Regions from separate parts of the Mus musculus genome. Here all the other regions are linked to region 3. Evidence: chromatin contacts called from public Hi-C and HiChIP or PLAC-seq data. All regions are on one chromosome and are shown on one strand. Each heading gives the region's core, a stretch centred on a gene start, on an enhancer-like site or on the middle of the called end of the contact. The rest is flanking DNA. Distances are from core to core; before and after follow the strand shown. Region 1 overlaps Asap1 (ArfGAP with SH3 domain, ankyrin repeat and PH domain1). Region 2 overlaps Asap1 (ArfGAP with SH3 domain, ankyrin repeat and PH domain1). Region 3 overlaps Asap1 (ArfGAP with SH3 domain, ankyrin repeat and PH domain1).

Evidence for each region. A called contact is a pair of places that touch in the nucleus more often than the background predicts. HiChIP or PLAC-seq counts read pairs in DNA pulled down with a chosen protein or histone mark.
Region 1: a contact with region 3 is called in a BATF HiChIP or PLAC-seq map of CD8 T cells, with 8 read pairs. The contact joins two enhancer-like sites. A contact is called at or near these places in 2 of 15 datasets of contacts at CTCF or cohesin (CD8 T cells and the NIH/3T3 cell line), 9 of 484 Hi-C or Micro-C datasets (B cells, CD4 T cells, CD8 T cells and 4 more), 6 of 115 datasets of contacts at active chromatin or transcription factors (CD8 T cells, the HPC-7 cell line, effector CD8 T cells and 3 more) and 2 of 9 other capture datasets (adipose tissue and liver).
Region 2: a Hi-C map of bone marrow-derived macrophages shows a contact between it and region 3, with 54 read pairs. The contact joins two enhancer-like sites. A contact is called at or near these places in 2 of 15 datasets of contacts at CTCF or cohesin (CD8 T cells and the NIH/3T3 cell line), 20 of 484 Hi-C or Micro-C datasets (the AML12 cell line, B cells, CD4 T cells and 11 more) and 7 of 115 datasets of contacts at active chromatin or transcription factors (the HPC-7 cell line, bone marrow-derived dendritic cells, bone marrow-derived macrophages and 4 more).

What each region holds. Positions count from the first base shown.
Region 1 is chr15:64,204,442-64,208,466 of GRCm38.p6, reverse strand. All of the region lies in intron 4 of Asap1 (ArfGAP with SH3 domain, ankyrin repeat and PH domain1), which reads left to right. Among named protein-coding and RNA genes, the nearest start is that of 1700010G06Rik, 110 kb to the left of the region's middle. Within about 2 kb of position 2,371, at least 34 of the 459 cell types and tissues checked have an H3K27ac peak or open chromatin away from gene starts, as enhancers often do. A contact at or near this core is called in CD8 T cells, effector CD8 T cells and thymic regulatory T cells, where this site is marked.
Region 2 is chr15:64,185,306-64,189,418 of GRCm38.p6, reverse strand. All of the region lies in intron 5 of Asap1 (ArfGAP with SH3 domain, ankyrin repeat and PH domain1), which reads left to right. Among named protein-coding and RNA genes, the nearest start is that of Gm20717, 89 kb to the right of the region's middle. Within about 2 kb of position 2,523, at least 147 of the 459 cell types and tissues checked have an H3K27ac peak or open chromatin away from gene starts, as enhancers often do. A contact at or near this core is called in B cells, CD8 T cells, the HPC-7 cell line and 7 more, where this site is marked.
Region 3 is chr15:64,276,612-64,280,834 of GRCm38.p6, reverse strand. All of the region lies in intron 3 of Asap1 (ArfGAP with SH3 domain, ankyrin repeat and PH domain1), which reads left to right. Among named protein-coding and RNA genes, the nearest start is that of 1700010G06Rik, 35 kb to the left of the region's middle. Within about 2 kb of position 1,859, at least 79 of the 459 cell types and tissues checked have an H3K27ac peak or open chromatin away from gene starts, as enhancers often do. A contact at or near this core is called in B cells, CD8 T cells, the HPC-7 cell line and 8 more, where this site is marked.

The DNA.
Region 1 (4,025 bases), core at 1,122-3,621, 73 kb after region 3:
CCTCCCACAACTCATTTATACGCTGTCACATTGTAGGATATTCACAAAAGACCTTAACAGGTAACAAAGATAAGTAGGCCAAAGAACTGAGCTTCTCTCCTCTTGTCCCCGTCTCCACGCTCAGCCGAAGCCAGTCGTTGTTTCTGTAGTATAAGTCACTGTTAGTATCTTCTTAAGAACTCGGGAGAGTGGATGGAGGCTGGTGGTTATCACAGACGACAGGGGGTACCTACAGTCTCTTTGTGTGGTTGCTCAGCCTGTGATCTGGTAACTTCAGTCAAACATGGAATAGTCTCTTCCTTCTTGAGTGTGACTGTACACACTGAGAACCAGTACTGACCATGGACCCTGCAGGGGAGTTAGGGAGGGAGGGAAAAGGTTAAAATTCTTACCTTCACTGACTACCCACTGTCATTTTTAAATGATGGCAGAGAACTTAGATAACTAAATGTTTTAACATTGGTCCAGAGACCTTTTTGTAACTCTCTTAACAACATCATTTTGTTTTATAATAATGAATTATTAATTATATTATATATTATTTATATAATTTATGTTTATATACATGAATATTATTTATATAATGTAAATATTTTAGTATTTTAATTATATGATAAATCCACATACATTAAATTAGTGGGTACCCATGAGAAGTGGTAGGCTCTAGCCCCCCAGGAGAGGGTTGGGACGAATGTTTCAAGGTCTCTGAGTCACCTTGATACCGTTTTTTGCAGCCACAGCTTACTTGCAGGAAGTCACTTCCCTAACACATCAGTTGTCTCTAGTGCACAGAAAGCCTGGAAGGGGAAGATGGCTGCCTGTGAAGGAAAAAGCGCTTGCTTTGAAGCCAACAGTGAACAGAAAATTACCGTGAACTGCTTACTCGGCTTTCCGTACACAGGGTGGGACCATTAGAGACTTGTTCCAGGACTTAGTGTACCTCATTTCTTGTTATATCACTGAAGTCTCAGTAAGTTCAGGGTTCTTAGTGTTATTATTGTACAGCTATAGAGCTGAAAGGAATGTGAACAAGGCAGAAACTGACCCCAGGCCCTTCCCTGCCTACCCCATCCCCCGTGAGAGCTTAGACTCACTAGTCTGAGGGGGAGCTTGTTCCTGTCAGCCCCTCCCCACTCCTTAGAACATTGTACAATATTATCATCATGTTTTATGCCACTATGTCATTTCTCTGACTTCAAGAAGATTATAAGATATTTATTTAAATAACACAGATAAGTTAATGACTGTTTGATAAGTCCAGGTTTGATTTTTAATCAACAAAACTGATAGAATGAATAAAAACATTTATGTTTCATATAAACATAATATAAAAATATGTTTATATTAATAGGGACTTATTAGAGTGGCTTCCAGTTTGTGGTGGTATTAAAGAGTTGTTGAGGGGACTTAGTGTGCCTAATTTCTGTATTATATTGTGGAAAATCAGTAAATCCAGCTCGACAATGGTTGTCTCTTGATGGCAATGCCAAGAACCCTGTAGTTGTTTAGGTCATGAGGCTGGATGTCTCTGCTCTGTTTGAATATAGAAGTAGGGTCTAATACCTGTGAAGGACCCCTCAGCAGCAGGGCGGATGACCCTTTCCATGGAAAGCCAGGGCACACCGGCAGGAAGCAGAAGCTCCCTCCTCCACGGTCTTTTATATGGGCTGGCGCCAGCAGATGTGGCCGGACTTCAGGTGGGTCTTGTCACCTCAGGTGACCCAAAAAGGAGTCCTCACAGGTGTGCCCAGATGTTTGGAATTTAGTTGACCACAGATGTAACATCTCAGATCAGCAATGACAGTTGTCTCAGTCTGGAGTGCCTGGATGTTGTTGAAACCTAATTTACAACTTCTGTCTCTGACTTCATTCTGGTAAACCCCTGAAATGTGGTGGGCCTTTTGTAGGGAGTGGCTTTTTGAGAGTAACCAGAAAAGCCACAGGCATCCATTTGAGGGACTGATTCCGTTTTGTTCTGTTTTGTTTAGCTTCTCACATGAGTGGTGTTCATATGGTTAAGCTTACTCTGATGTCTCAAATGCTACCTTAGTTTTCATGCTGTGAGGTGACAATAAAATACACTTACAGTGTATAAGATGATGCTCAGGAGCCTTACTGGGATTTAGAAAAACATTAAATGAACGGGATTCATAAATGAAGAATGGCACATATATACTGCTAGACTCTATACTGTATACACTATACACAGGTTTCAAAAAAAGAAAACTGTAGCTTTGCCACACTTGTTAAGCTCAAGGACAATATTTGACTGCAGAAAGAGATTCTGGGGATCTAATGTAGTATGACAGAGTGCTAAAGGACTGCCTCTCAGAGAACATGGCCACTAAGCACTGATGCTATCCTCTAGACTAAGTCAAACAAGCCCATGTCTCAGATGATGAAACTGGAGCTTAGCCAGACAACTTACCCAGAGTACCACACTTGGGAGGAAGATGAGCCTTGCTCATTACACACACTGTTTTCATCACCTTCACCTGCTGTGTGACAGGGCTCACTAAGTATATCATAAGTTGCCTGTTGTATGTTGACCGGATAGGTTCTTCATTGGGAAGCTGCCTTCCAGTGGCTGTAAGTACCTGCTTACCATGAACATTAGTGAGGGAGTCACTCAAATGTAATCTGTGGCTAGTGTGACCTGTGGGTTGACCTTGTGGTTCTGTGATGGGGATCACATAGAAGTTGTACTTGTGGTAGGAAGTGTAGAGGTAAACACAGATGGCTTGGGTCTCCTCATGGGCTACTGGGACCTAGTGCTGCCTTTGTAGTCATAAACCAAGATAATACAGTGAGCTTTTTTTTTTAACCAGGGGATTTGGGCAGCACAATGACACTTAATCCTTTAGAGGTGACATTTAATCTTTTAGAAGTACAGTTAGGAAAACAGAAGTGGTTTATATCTTTCCATGATATACTCAAAGTGCAGTCCAAACTGTCACTATCCCAGTGACTTTGGCCTCATCCTGAGAAGCCATAAGAGGCCAAACATTGGGAATCTTTCCCAATGTGTTTTCATAATTTCCTTGTTTTCTTACAGCGCTTAAGAGACAGAAATCCCATTCAATAATGCTTAGAGATTTAAGAAACATTTTTGTATTTCTGATTGGAGATTACCAACCATTCACCTTCCTAAAATGATTTGAAAAGTACTCAGCAATTATGAAGGATCATGTTTATAAAATGTGTTCTTTTTTTTTAAACACATAAGCTTTGACAATACTGATTACTGAACAATGTAGAATAAAAAAATATTTTTTGAAAAACATTATCTTCATGGAAGACCTTAAGTTTGGAAATCATTTTGGAAATTTTTCTCTCTTATCTTTGACGTGTATTAGAGTACTTAAAAATACATGCAAAACTCAAAACCTGAGAAAGCAATCCTAGGCATTTTTCTCTTCCTTCTGTTTTTAAAGCCTTAATTTATTAATCTGTGATTTAGTCTGTGCAGCTCCTATCTCCCCCGCCCCCTTTACTTTTGGTAATTCATTTAAAATAACTGACCCTTTCCTAAGGGTTTAAAGTCTGTTAAATTTTTTTGATTTTTTTCTTTTTTAACAAAGATCAAGCATAGTTCCCCCTTCTTGAGTGTGACCCGGACTTAGAAACTCCCTTCTTCTGAATGAAGTGCTAACATAATTCCCTGTGATTTCAAAGGTCAGTTCATCAGAGTGCTAGCTTTCCATCTGCCCTGTTCTGACATTTTGATTTGCAGGAGAAGCTACCCACCCACCTAACCTGATGGAGAGAGACCTCCCATCAGAAGCATAAGCTGACAGTCATGTGAGCAAACCAGTCGGCTTGCCTTGCCATCCTAGCTGGCAGGGTCATGCGCATGCATGAGGTTTTAACTCAGGTGTGACTTCAGAAAAGGGAGCTTAGTGACACATACTGTGTTTTTGTAAAGCAGAAGAGTCGATCAGTAGGTAGACTGAATGGATTATTTTACCAGATGCATTAAGAACAGTAATCGATTCTTAACAGGCTCTGTTGTGACCTCAATGTAG
Region 2 (4,113 bases), core at 1,274-3,773, 92 kb after region 3:
GGTAATAACTGGCAGAGAACCCAAGAAGCTGTTTTCCCAGGGGTACATCTTGTCACATGAGTATCTCACTTTCCAGGAGACCAGATGTGTTTTGACATTAGCCAAGGGTCATCACCCAACAAGGTTCCCACACCAGTCTGTATATATATTTGAGTATACTGCAGGTTGATGCTCAACTGTGTATCTACATGTATCAGACAATCAGGTAAATATGTGTTGATTTAATATATATATTCCTGTATGTCCATGTAAACTGATGTTTATTGAAGACCTTTGAACCTGGCAGTGTGTGGTGAGTGCTTGTTACTGTTTGATGTAAAATGGTCCCAACAAGCTCATGGTCCTAGCATTGTTCTGGGACAAGTGTGTGGAACCTTTTAGACTTAAAGTCCAGCTGACACAAGGATGAAGGTTGAGGGCTACAACTTGGTTCAAGCTGCCTACTTCTGGTGCACCAAGATGTGAGGCATCCCGGGTCTAAGCTCCTCCTCAGAGACTTCCACCATGCCCTCCTCAAAGGATGAACTGTGCCCTCCCAAACTGAACTAAACCTTTCCTTCCTAAGTACTTTCTGACAAGTACCACATACCAGTGACAGGCAAAGTAACTATTAAAGTGACGGCTGTCTTACTGTGGTACCTAGCTGTCCTGTATTAGGTGGCCTCCCTCCCCAAGAGTACAGAACCCTGCTGAGATGGTGGAAGTTGTTGGCTCACACTGCTAGAGCAGAGCCAGAGTGCTGTCTCTGTCTCGGCTGTCTCTACCACTCTGTGTGTATTGCTTCTGCCACTGTGTATTCTGGGAAATCTCTCCCCCAAGCTAAAAGTGCTGGTCTTGCTATTTCACTAGATATGATATACTCAGTCCCAGTTTTGGTTTGGTTTGGTTTGGTTTGGTTTGGTTTGGTTTGGTTTGGTTTGGTTTGGTTTGGTTTGGTTTGGTTTGGGTCATGTCCTCTCTTCTTTCATAGAATAATAGAAGCCTAAGGAAGATAAAGAAGAAATTGCTATAAGACATAATTTATTTCATTTCATTCAGAAAATAAAAATAAATATTTTCTATTGAAGATGGTGAGCATTCGTGGTGAGCGGCCATAAAAATAATCATTTTATACTAGAGTTGGTTCAGTTCACATGGGGGCTGTCTTTGCCCAAGAAAACTGTAGCTTCTCCTGACAAGCGTGGCATTGTGCTGGCACCTCTGTCTCCCTTGGATCTGCCAGTGGCTTTGGCTGTTTTCCCGTAGCTTCACTATTCGGTGCCCTGTCAGATGCTGCTTGCAGAGCTGAGATGCAGCGCCGCTCAGGTCCAGGCTTTCCTTTGGAATCTTGTTGGAAAGATTCCCTAACCCTTGGAAATCGGCATCAGGTCTGCTAGCTGGGGTTGTCTGTCATTCCACGTGATCAGCAGGTATTACTGCCTCTGAGTGCCTTCCTAACCAAACACAGGGCTGTGAGGCATCTCTTCTGTGGTCCCAAGTCAAGCACCGGCCTTTTTACAGAGACTGATAACTACACCTTCCTTAGAACTATGTGCAAAGATATAGTTGTTGTTCAGAAGACAGAAAAGCATGTACCAGAACTGATGAGACTTAATAAGGTCCTTAGTGCAGTCTCCTGTCCTGTGTCAGTGTCTAGATTTTAGTAAAATAACATGTAAGCTGGTGCTGCTGAGGATGTTGGTTGAAGAGAAGTGAATAGGATCCTCTCTATACTGTGTTTTCATTTTTTTGTGAGTTTAAATTCTTTAAAATATAAATCAAAGTCTAGGCATCAAATTGTAGTCTAGAAGAAGAAGGAGAAATGTTTACTAAAACATGACTATATCAAAATGTCATTGTAAAGAAGTACGGAGTCAAAGTTCACCAGCCTCCATTGGGCCCCGAGGAGGCTGGTGTGTGCTCTTCAGCCTGCTTCCTTTGCACTTCCCTAGGTTTTGTGAGCCAGTTTTTTTTTTTTCCCTCCTGGAGACTTTCTTTTTCTAACATCAGTTATGTGGTTGCCATTCTGAGAAGAGGGAGGGATCTACTCTGTGATTCCAGAAGTTGCTCTGTTAGGTTTCTTTTTTTTTTTTTTTTTAATTAGGTATTTATTTCATTTACATTTCCAGTGCTATCCCAAAAGTCCCCCACACGCTCCCCCACCCACTCCCCCACCTACCCACTCCCACTTCTTGGCCCTGGCGTTCCCCTGTACTGGGGCATATAAAGTTTGCAAGTCCAATGGGCCTCTCTTTGCAGTGATGGCCGACTAGGCCATCTTTGATACATATGCAGCTAGAGACAAGAGCTCCGGGGTACTGGTTAGTTCATAATGTTGTTCCACCTATAGGGTTGCAGTTCCCTTTAGTTCCTTGGGTACTTTCTCTAGCTCCTCCATTGGGGGCCGTGTGACCCATCCAATAGCTGACTGTGAGCAACCACTTCTGTGTTTGCTAGGCCCCAGCATAGTCTCACGAGAGAGTTTCTTATGTCTAGGAAATGCTGCCTTTTAGTGGTGAGGAACTAGAGACGCATGGACATGGTGGGGTTGTAACCTTTAGCACATCACTGACAGGATAGAAGAGCTTAAGCTTTGACCTGAAGAGGGTTAGGGAAGAAAGGGTTACCAGCTGCTGCTTCTCCGTGTGGCCTGGAAAGATGCCTACGCCTTGATTTCTTCACTAAGAGACTGCTGATCATCCGTGCCGTGTCACTCTGAGTGCACGCATCGTGTGTAGTGAGGGTCAGTACAGATACCGTGATAAGCAGAAGGGACCTATCCGTGAGAAAACAGACACCCGAGCCTCCCTCTAGAAGTTTGTGTTGTGGTCGGATTTTCAGGAGTTGTGCAAAGCACCTGTGCCCTTTCGTGGTGGTTTCTTGGTAATGTGGGCACCTTCCATCACTCCTCCCGTGCCCATTTGAGATTCAGTGTATTAATGAGAAGGACTTCTTGTACAATGCACTTCTTCTAACATATAGATAACAGTAGACTGCTCTTCAATTTAGCTGGGTGTGGTTTTGTTGCTCACTTGATTAAATAAATACAGTATCAAGATTAAGTTCATGGTTTTAACCATTGAAAAGAAAGCAATAATAAAATGGCTGCTTGGTGAACAGTGCTGGCTAGTCGTGTGGTCCTGGCAAAGGACTTGAAGCATCAACAGACAGCATCACATACCTTTCAAGTTCCCATGCTTTAAGTTGCTCTGGGGAAGAGATCCTCTGTGGTTAAGAGGAGCCCTTTAAATGGCATGCTGTCTGCTCCATATTGAAGCGGTCTTTCAAGGCTGTATGCAGACCTTATTTAACAATAGTGAGCTGTGCCCAGAGGGTGTCTAGCCCTGGCAGGACTCTGGTCCCTTCTCCCCTACCCTTCCCACAGCCCTGCGTTAGCCATTGAGGGCACTTCCTGCTGCAGAGCGGCTGGAGCCAAGCAGAGTTCGGCAGTGGCAGAGCACTTCCTGTTTACCCGCTCCGACTGCAGAATGTGCTGGTTTGGGTAAAGGATTGCTTTTGGTTTGATTTTGTTTTTTAAGTTTCCTTTCCCCCCAGATGAAAATAGCAGAAAACATGCCTGTTGGATCTAGATTTTCATCACATTGTTTTTGAGAATTTTCTTTGAAATGTTAAAAAGTATAAAAAGGAGCCAGGCGTGGTGGTGCACGCCTTTAATCCCAGCACTCAGGAGGCAGAGGCAGGCGGATTTCTGAGTTCGAGGCCAGCCTGGTCTACAAAGTGAGTTCCAGGACAACCAGGGCTACAGAGAAACCCTGTCTCGAAAAAACCAAAAGAAAAAAGAAAAAAAAAAAAGTGTAGAAAGGATAGTTATGACCGGTGGTAATTGCCGGTACCCTGAACTCTAATGCATTTTTGAAGATCTCATCTTTCCTCATTTAAATTAAAATATAATTTTACCCAACCCACCCCCACTTCCCCTACCTACTCCCACCCTGGCGTCCTGGACTCCTTTGTTTCACTGTTATTACTGTGTGTCCTGCCCCTTGGTATTGGATAACCAACTAATGACTCATTCTCGGAGAGACTATTTCCTGGTTTCTACACTCCATAGTTGCCTCTAGTTCTTTGTCTAGAGATAGAGAGCCCTGAAGTCCCACTTCCATGTTAGCATGC
Region 3 (4,223 bases), core at 610-3,109:
CTGCTGATGCATCCATCCAGCCCCCAGACTCAGCGTTTCTATGAAGCTAGATGAGACTATCTTTGAAGTACTTGTGGCTGTCTCAGAGTTGACGTGCCCTGGGAGCATTGCCGCTGTGGCCCTGGCAAGAGTAGAGTTAGAAGGTAGCAAACATTACGTGTTCTGTTCTGTTCTGCTCTGCAAAACTGAGATGATTTTACATCGTTAAAGCCTTTACTCTTCCCTGAGGCCTCTGCATGATGACTTTGGGGATAGTTTTGTTGTTGTTTATTTGCATTTCTATTTTATCCATTCGGAGCGTAGAGTTTGATGGCTTTTAGCCTCATTCGAGAACCTCTTATCAAGCCTCATACCCACTAGCAGTCTCTGCTGATTTTCTTCCACTCCCTTAGTCACCATTCCTCCCCTCCCCGTCACCAGTCTACTTGGTATCTCTATGAAACATTGCATCCTGGGCCCCCTTTAACTATACATTTTAATGACTACACAGTATTTTGTTAATGTATTGTAGCTTAATTTAGTCATCACCCCCACTATTGCTGATTTTTAAATGACTTCACTATTTTAGGCCATGTTTGAATTCTTTAACTACAGTTACCTGGGAGCCCTATAATTAGGTAAGAAGTAGCATAAAATCTTACCTGCTCTCTACCCTGTTACACACTATGCTGTGGAGCTCTTCTGTGAAACATTTCTGGGTTCCTGAGACTGTTAAAGAAACCTGGGCCCAAGACCCAGGCACGCCTCTGAACAGCAAGCAGTTGACCACCATGAAGCCACAGGGCCCCCCACCCCCCACCTGACCCCTGTAAGGATGTTGAACAAAGCTGTTGAAAAAAAGACCAATCACAGGGCTGTATGTTTTACCATCTGTAGAATTAGGGTCAGTCACATGTCCAAATACAAATGATAGTGGATCCAGAGTGTAGAGAGAATTCTTCATCCCATCTGCCCTGGAAGATGCAGCACATACCAGCTGCAGTGTGACCTGTCAGAATCTAAAGGGCTTAAATAGTAGACTTGAGGGGAAAGGACTCTGGGGGAGGCTGAGAGCTCCTCTCCCCTGAAGAGCTGCTGTGACCATCTTCCAACCCCAGGACTGGGAGGCATGCCTTGGAGAAACACATCAATTTATGCTTTGCTCTTACATGTTGGGATTACCTCAAGAGATTTTTTTTTTTTAGCTCATCAGCTGTCTGGTGATCTTAACACTATCAAATGTAGAATATTTGCATTCACTTGTTTTGGGTATTCATGCTTTGCTGGACTCGGCAAGGACACACTGCTAACTCACTGTGATTAGTATCCAGTAGACTGCTCAAACCTCTTTGAGGGAAGATGAAAATGAAACCCAAGCGTGTAGTGACCTACATTATGTATACCAGGTTCATCATGGTTGTACCAAAACATATGTGTTTTTGTTTTTGTTTTGTTTTGTTTTGGCATGGAAAAGTGCTTCTGATGTAGAAATAAGTTTTATAAAACAAAAGGAGGAAGAATAGACACAGGCTTTGCAAGTAGACACACTAGTGCTAGACTAAATAGTGAGCTTGTCAAAAGCAGACTCAGGTTCCTTCCTGTGCTAGTGAGCTGGGGTCTCATCCCTAAGTCCTTGGTAATGAAGGATGATGTGCCCTGAGAAGCGACCTTGAGACATTGTATCCCTGTCATGTCACCCCACCCTTAAGCTTTGACTGGCTTCTCAAAGCACAGCTTAGGATTTTAGATAGCTAGTTAAGGCTACATGCTGTAGAGTTTAAAAGAAAAACTAACCTCCTCCCCCGAGATCTTTAAGTCAACCCCTTGAAGGTTACTTAACTTTTGTCTGTTCATTTCCTCATTTGGCCCACATTTCCTCACAGTCTGTAGTGGGGTTAGCACCTTATAAGGCTGCTTGGCTTGAGGTAACTGACTAACTGCAGGGCTTGAGATCAGTTCACTCTTTTGAGCCTTAGTTTTGTCATCTCTAAGGGAAGGAGAAAGCCTCCATCTCACCAGCTTTCTGCAGTGCAGAGAGGCAGTGCAGGGGATGCGTCAGCCTGGCTGTAACTTTGGGCTGCTGGCATGCCCAGCATGTGGTACTTAATATTTCATGTATTTTATAACACATGATTCTGCTGTGTGTGTAATTAGCTAGTTGATGTGTTCTGGTGCTGAAGCTATGATGAAACCTATTAAACTTAGGGTAAGGACAAGCACCTTTAACTCTGCCAGTAGAGTAAGGAAGATATAACACATGGCACCAGCATCTTAATATGGATATTTGTAATGTGGTCACCCAGTTCACAAACCAGGTATGCTCAGAGCAGTGGTAACCTTTTCACACTGTGTGCTGCCTGAAGTTAGCCTCACTTCTTCCATGTTACCTGAGATTTTATTGAGGCATTTTGTTTGTCTTTGGATACTTCAAGAATGCAGTTCTCCAGTTTGCCCATTTCTCTCATTTAAAGGGAAATGATCAGATTGGGTTCTAAAAAGAAGCTAGATGCAAAGTCCTGAGTTTTCAGAAAAGGGAAGAATGCAAACCCACTCATAATTCCTGCTGCTTCTGTTTTCTCGACTCCCCCTCGCCCCCACACCGCCCCGCCTGTTAGGGGTATTCCGTTTCCTCATTCAATGAAAGTATTTGAGTTAGGATAAGAAACCCTGCTTCTCCATTGGCCTGCAAGCAGAGTTATCAGAGAGCGGGTGGGGTCCTGATTTTGGTGGTTCATGATCTCATCCGTAAACAGGTGTGTTACAGGGTTCAGGTGCCTTTGCTTGGCTCTTGTAGAACTCAGGACTACACACCAAAACCTTCTTTTGCTTCTTGCAGTATATGCAATGGCAGCATTCTGCTGCCACTTTCTAAGGAAGCAAAGATTCACTCTTGTTTTTCAAAATAAGTGTTAAAAAATGAAGTGTCACAGTACTACTTGAAGACCAAGCAATACCACTCCTGGGCATATACCCAGAAGATGCTCCAACATGTAATGAGGACACATGCTCCACTGTTCATAGCAGCCTTATTTATAATAGCCAGAAGCTGGAAAGAACCCAGATGTCTCTCAACAGAGGGATGGATACAAAAAATGTGGTACATTTACACAATGGAGTACTACTCAGCTATTAAAAATAATGAATTCTTTACCCTTTCTTAGAAATGGGAACAAAACACCCATAGAAGGAGTTACAGAGACAAAATTTGGAGCTGTGACGAAAGGATGGACCATCTAGTGATTGCCATATGCAGGGATCCATCCCATAATCAGCTTCCAAATGCTGACACCATTGCATACACTAGCAAGATTTTGCTGAAAGGACCCAGATATAGCTCTCTCTTGTGAGACTATGCCGGGGCCTAGCAAACACAGAAGTGGATGATCACAGTCAGCTATTGGATGGGTCACACGGCCCCTTATGGAGGAGCTAGAGAAATTACCCAAGGAGCTATAGGGAACTGCAACCCTATAGGTGGAACAACAATATGAACTAACCAGTACCCGGGAGCTCTTGTCTTTAGCTGCATATGTATCAAAAGATGGCCTAGTCGGTCATCACTGCAAAGAGAGGCCCATTGGACTTGCAAACTTTATATGGACCAGTACAGGGGAACGCCAGGGCCAAAAAGGGGCAGTGGGTGGGTAGGGGGTTGGGTGGGGTGGGTATGGGGGACCTTTGGGATAGCATTGAAAATGTAAACGAGGAAAATACCTAATTAAAAAAAAATAATGAATTCATGAAATTCTTAGAAAAATCAATGGAACTAGAAAATATCATTCCGAGTGAGGTATCCCAATCACAAGAGAACACACATGGAATGCACTCACTGATAAGTGTATATTAGCCCAAAACCTAGGAATACCCAAGATACAGTTCACAGACCACAGTTCACAGTTCACAGTTCAAGATGAAGTCCAAAGTGTGGATACTTCGGTCTTTCTTAGAATAGGGAACAAAATACCCATGGGAGGAGATAGAGAGACAATATGTGGAGCAGAGACTGAAGGAAAGGACATCCAGAGACTATCGTAAGTAGGATCCATTCCATATACTGTCACCAAACCCAGACACTATTGAGGATGCCAACAAGAGCTTTCTGACAGGAACCTGATATAGCTGTCTCCTGAGAGGCTCTACCAGTGCCTGACAAATACAGAGATGGATGCTCTCAGCCAACCATTGGACTGAGCATAGGGTCCCCAAAGGAGGAGCTAGAGAAAGTCCCCAAGGAGCTGAAGGAG